Regions from separate parts of the Sus scrofa genome. Here region 2 is linked to region 1. A link is a contact called in public HiChIP or PLAC-seq data. All regions are on one chromosome and are shown on one strand. Each heading gives the region's core, a stretch centred on a gene start, on an enhancer-like site or on the middle of the called end of the contact. The rest is flanking DNA. Distances are from core to core; before and after follow the strand shown.

Region 1 (2,700 bases), core at 8-2,507:
ATCCGAGGATTCGACCCACCCTGCTTCGCCGTTTTCTACAAGGGACCTGAGGACCGGCGGGCTGGGCGGCCCCTGGGGGTTCTGGAACCAATCTCCCAGGGACCCCGAGGGAGGGCTGCACCGCTGGAGGAGCGGCAGCCAGATGAAATGCTGGTTCAAGGAAGGCGGGAACCCTCATGGAAGGGTCTGGAGAGGTGAGGGTCCGGGGTGGCTCGCGGCTCCGGCCCTGCCTCTCCTAAGGCCTGGAGGGGGCCGCACGCCCGGAGGCTCTGGACCAGAATACAGCCAGATTCGCCCTTGCTCGAAGGGACGAACGCTGCCTCGTCCAGTGACAAGAGAGCTCCTCGGAGGCCGCGAGGGAAGAGCCACCACGTCGCCCTCACAAGGACCCCAGTGTAAACGAATCCAGTCCAGCTCTCAGATAAATGTCTCCATAGAAACCCCCCTGACAAACGAAGAGCAAAAGCCAGGGCAGGCGCGTCCGGGCTCACGCTCCGGGGGCAGAACCCGCCGAGCCCTCCTCACACGACGTCCTGGGTGCTGCGGGGACAAGCAAGTCCCGGGCAGGGGACACAGGCCACAAAGCGCGCGGGGCCACGAGGACAGGGTGCGCGCACGCGAGGCGGTGGGAGAGGCCGCGGGGCCCGGCTGAAGCCTGCCCGGCCTTCCCCGCCGCCCTGCCCGGGCAAAACCAACTCCCTCCTCCGCGCGCCCACCGCCGCGGGTCTGCAGGCCTGCCCGCGCCCCGCCCGGAGGGCGCCCTCGGCGGACACCCACGAAGTAACCTGCCCTGGCGGCAGCCACCGCGGTCCCCATCCCGCTCTGCCACTTCCTGCTGTGTGACCTTGGGCGTGTGGCTTAGCCTCTCGGCGCCGGGTCTGGGGCGAGCACCGGCCTCCCGCGGGCGCGCACGCCCGCCGCTCACCCAGTTTCCGAAGCCGAACTGCTCGATGGCATCCAGCAGCAGCTGCTCCTCGCGGCTGGTCCAGCCGCCCTCGGCCTCGGGCCCCCACAGCGTGAAGCGCCCGCCGTCCACCAGCTGGTAGCCGTGGTAGCGGCGGTGGTGGCCGATCTCGGCGCCGGCCGAGAAGCACTCGGGGCACAGCTCGATGTCCTGGCACTCGGTGCAGCGGAAGCGCAGCGGGCTCACCTCGGCCAGGCAGTACACGCAGTACTTCTTACCCAGCTCCGCCATCTTCCCCCGCCCGCCGCCCGCCGCCCGCGCCCGCCGCCGCCGCCGCCGCGCCGCCGCCGTCAGCGCGCCGCCGCCCAGGCCCGCCGCCGCGCTCGAGCAAACGCCGCCCGCCGCCGCGGCCGCCGCCACCGTGCCGCCCCGCCCAGGCGCCGCCGGAGCCGGGCAGCCGGGCCGCGTCCCGCCTCAGCACGCAGGCGCCCTCGGGCCGGCCGGGCCGCCGCCGCCGCCGTCGCCCCGCCGCACCGCGCAGGCGCCCCGCGCGCTCCACCGCGCGGGGGCCCGGCCCGCCGCTCTGCGCCTGCGCGCCCCTCGCGCCCGCGGTCCGCGGCTCCCAGCGCCTCCCGGACGCCACGCCCCAGGCCGGGCGCTGGGAAAAGGGCGGAAAGGAAGCGCTGCGGGAGCGCCACGCCCCTCGCGGCGCGAGCCCACGCCCTCTCCCAATCAACGCCGCCCGTCGTCCACTCGCGGTCTCTCATTGGTCTGCCTTTGCCGGGAGGCGGGGAGAAGGGGGCAGGGCGTCGGGATGACGTCCGGCCAATCGCCGGGCCCACCGCGCGCGCCCCTGGTTGCCCCTGGAAACCTAACAGCCCTGAGCGGGAGTCTGTGGCGCTGTCCCGGCGGGGAGGGAGATGGACGACTACTCCGAGCACTCCGAGGACCTCGAGAGGGCAGATGGAGACGTGGAGAGCCTGACCTCGCGGTTGTCGGTGATCAAGACCAGCTCTGGCGCCCAGTCCCCGGCCGAACCCACGGAGCCGGAAGCCGTAGGAGCTTCAGAGGCAGAGGCCGCGGAGGCCGAGCGGGTCAAGCCGGCCGAGTCCCAGGAAGGGCTGGGGGCCACCGAGGCTGCGGGGGAGGAGGGGCCCGTGGAGCCGGAGTGGCCGGCCGAGACGGAGGCGGAGGCCGAGCCGGAGGAGCCGGCCGAGGCCGAGCCTGAGGAGCCAGCCAAGCCAGTGCCCGAAGGCGGGCCCGAGGGACCAGAGGAGGAGGACCTGGAGGAGCAGGAAGAAGACGAAGACGAGGACCGGCAGGAGGCGGAGGTGGCAGCGGAGCCGAGGAAGGAAATCCTGTCGCAGGTCCCTCCGGCCGGCAAGGAAGAGGCTGCGCCAGTCCGGGATGCCGAGCGGGAGGGACATGAGGAGGAGAAAGAAGAGAGCGAGGAGAGCGAGAAGAGCGAGGGGAGGCATGTGGAAAGAAGCAGGGAGAAAAGCAAGGGAGAGCTGGGGGATCTGGACGAGGGACTCGAGTTTGGCAGTCAGGAATGGACTGAGGAGGTGCAGAAGCAGCAGGAGCAGCAGCTGCGCGCCGAGCTCCTGGAACAGTACCACTCCCTGATGGTGGAGCGGAGCAGCTACCAGCGCTACAACATGTACCTGCAGCACAAGATCTTCGAGGCGCTGCACAAGAAGAAGGGTCTGGATGCAGCCGAGGTGCTGGACAAGGGCACGGAGCCTGAGGCCCCCGAGAAAGAGCAAGCATACCTAGGCCATCTGGCCTTGCTGGAG
Region 2 (2,700 bases), core at 61-2,560, 270 kb after region 1:
CTGGGAACCTCCATATGCTGCAGGTGTGACCCTAAAAAGACAAATAACAATAATAATAATAATAATAAAGTAAAAGTAAGCTATGGAAAACTGAATCACTATTGGGATCAAATTAACAAGGCTTTAAAGGCTCAGTTTTCTTAAGTGTATACAAGTATGCAAATCTTGAAAAGATATTACTATTAGTTGAGCCGTAAAATAAATAAGTTCTGCCACAGTGCATACATAAATTCATTTATTTTGCTTCCTGGTCCCTACCCGCACAAACCCCACACCAAGTAGCTTTCAAGTCTGAACTGGAAGACATAGAAAATCATGTATCCTGGAGTTCCCTGGTGGCTCGGCAGGTTAAGGATCTGGTGTTGTCACTGCTATAGTTTAAGCCACTGCTGTGGCACAGGTTCTTCTCCTGACCCCAGAACTAACGCATGCCACAGGGCAGAAAAGAAAAAAGAAAAAGAAAATCTTATATCCTATGTGAGATGAAGACGTGAGAAATGAAGTGTGCAAAAAATTACTTGAAAATTCCAAACTCCAACATCGTGCATGTCTATTAACAGCACTTTCAATTGATAATTTCAGACCGCGTCCTCTTGCAGCGCTGTGCGGCAGACTCACACCTGAGGTCTTTCGCTGCAACAGGGAAAGTGGTCTTCTGTCCGAAACACGACGGGGGGCTCGTATCCCGTCAGCTGGGATTTGCTGGAGGGCGCCTTGTTGAAGAAGGACGGCACGTTAATTGTGTGCAGGAGTTTCCGGAATGTACTAGGGAAAGTCCCCAGCTCGGCCTCCGCCCTGGCGACATGCTCCTCCATCCTGGCCACGCTGGCGCCGATCATCCCCACGAAGGCCTCGAGCCGGTCGATCTTGCTGTAGACCCGACGCATCTCGGTGGCCTTAGCGTAAATGCGAGGCACGCCTTCGCTAACCACGTGGGAGGAGTCGCCGCGCAGCATGTCGAGCATACCCACAAACTCGTCCACCCTGGTGAGCAGATCCTCCAGGCTCGCGTCCAAGGCCTCGACCTCGGGGCGCGCCCCGGCGCTGGGCAGCAAGCAGGTGGCGTAGCCGGCGGCTGCGCGGCGCAGCAGCGGCAGGTCCCGGCCCGGCGCGCCCAGCTCGGGACCCTCGTCCTCCCACGGCCCAGAGGCGCTGCTGTGGCTCTGGGACACGTTGCCGCTGTCCCCGCTCCAAGAAGCTACCTGGGGATCCGCCTCCTCTGCCGCTGGCACCTCCAGCGGCCGCAGGCACCCAACCGGGTCACCCTCCATGGCGCGCGACGCCCAGACTTCCACCCACTTCCGGTCTCAGCGCGCATGCGCACGCATGGCACGCAGCCACACTTCCGGCCTCCACGCGCGCACTTTGCGCCGCGCAATCCCCTTGTTTCTGGTCCCTTGCCCGCCGCAGGCACGTGCGCGCGCCCGCGCCACCTCCGCTTGCAGCGGCCGGAGCACTCAGGCCCCGCGTATACGTTCATGCTCAGAACCCTTTTTTATATTTTTGATGCTGCGCCTGCATATAGAAGGTCCCCCGCTAACAGTCAAATCAGAGCTGCAACTGGGACCTGTGCGACAGCCATAGCAACACGGATCTGGGCGGCATCTTCGACCTACATGGCGACTTACGGCAACACTGGATACTTAACTCACGGAGCAAGGCTAGGAATCACACCTGCATCCTTTTGGTTTTTTTTAATTATTTTTATTTTTATTTTATTTTATTTTTCAAACCTGCATCCTTACAGAGACAAGGATAGGTCCTTAACCCACTGAGTCACAACGGGAACTCTCAGAACCCTTTTTAAAAATATGAAAGTATAACGAATACAATAAATGAATCTTAAATGTACACATGGATGGAATTCTCGCTGTGGTGCAGTGGGTTAAGGGCTTGGCTTTGTCTCTGCAGTGGCAGGTGTTCAATCCCTGGCCCAAGCACTGCGTTAAGAATCCAGTGTTGCTTTCTCATAGCTTGGATTCGATCCTGGCACAGGAACTTCCATATGCAGTAGGTATAGTTTAAAAAAAAAAAAGTACACATTTATTGTTTTGTTCATATCCATACAACCATGTAACCTCCAACCAGGTCAAAATATAATACTGAGGCACAAGGTGGGTAGGCTCCAGGTTAGACTTTTACAGCCAGCCTCCTGTTTATTCTTTGAGATAGACTAGGAACAATGAGGTTGCGGATTTGATCCCTGGCCTCAAACAGTCGGTTAAGGATCTGGGTGCTGCCCTGAGCTGTGGTGTAGGTTGCAGATGCGGCTCGGACCTGGCATTGCTGTGGCTGTGGAGTAGGCTGGCAACAACGGCTCCAATTCAACCCCTAGCCTGGGAACCTCCATATGCCGAAGGTGTAGCCCTGAAAAGACAAAAAATAAAAAAATTTTAAAAATAACAACAGAACAGAGTAAATAAATGGACTTTGTCTCCTGTGGACATTTTTTTTTTGTCTTTTCTAGGGCTGCTCCCATGGCACATGGAGTTCCCAGGCTAGGGGTCTAATTGGAGCTGCAGCCACTGGCCTACGCCAGAGCCACAGCAACACGGGATCCGAGCCACGTCTGCAACCCACACCACAGCTCGCGGCAACGCCAGATCGCCAACCCACTGAGCAAGGCCAAGAATCGACCCCGAAATCTTACGGTTCCTAGTCAGAGTCGCCAAACACTGTGCCACGATGGGAACTCCTCCT

What was found. HiChIP or PLAC-seq counts read pairs in DNA pulled down with a chosen protein or histone mark.
Region 2: a contact with region 1 is called in an H3K27ac HiChIP or PLAC-seq map of skeletal muscle, with 8 times the contacts expected there. The contact joins the promoter of BLOC1S4 here to the promoter of TADA2B in region 1. A contact is called at or near these places in 1 of 5 promoter capture datasets (skeletal muscle) and 2 of 2 datasets of contacts at active chromatin or transcription factors (alveolar macrophages and skeletal muscle).

Annotation. Positions count from the first base shown.
Region 1 is chr8:3,826,856-3,829,555 of Sscrofa11.1, forward strand. It overlaps TADA2B (transcriptional adapter 2-beta), which reads right to left and starts at 1,258. Exons shown (of 2, transcript XM_003356846.4): 1 at 926-1,258. The coding sequence starts at 1,195. It overlaps CCDC96 (coiled-coil domain-containing protein 96), which reads left to right and starts at 1,534. Exons shown (of 1, transcript XM_003356850.4): 1 at 1,534-2,700. The coding sequence starts at 1,825.
Region 2 is chr8:4,094,480-4,097,179 of Sscrofa11.1, forward strand. BLOC1S4 (biogenesis of lysosome-related organelles complex 1 subunit 4) reads right to left here and starts at 1,311. Exons shown (of 1, transcript XM_003356845.4): 1 at 1-1,311. The coding sequence starts at 1,271. The coding sequence ends at 615.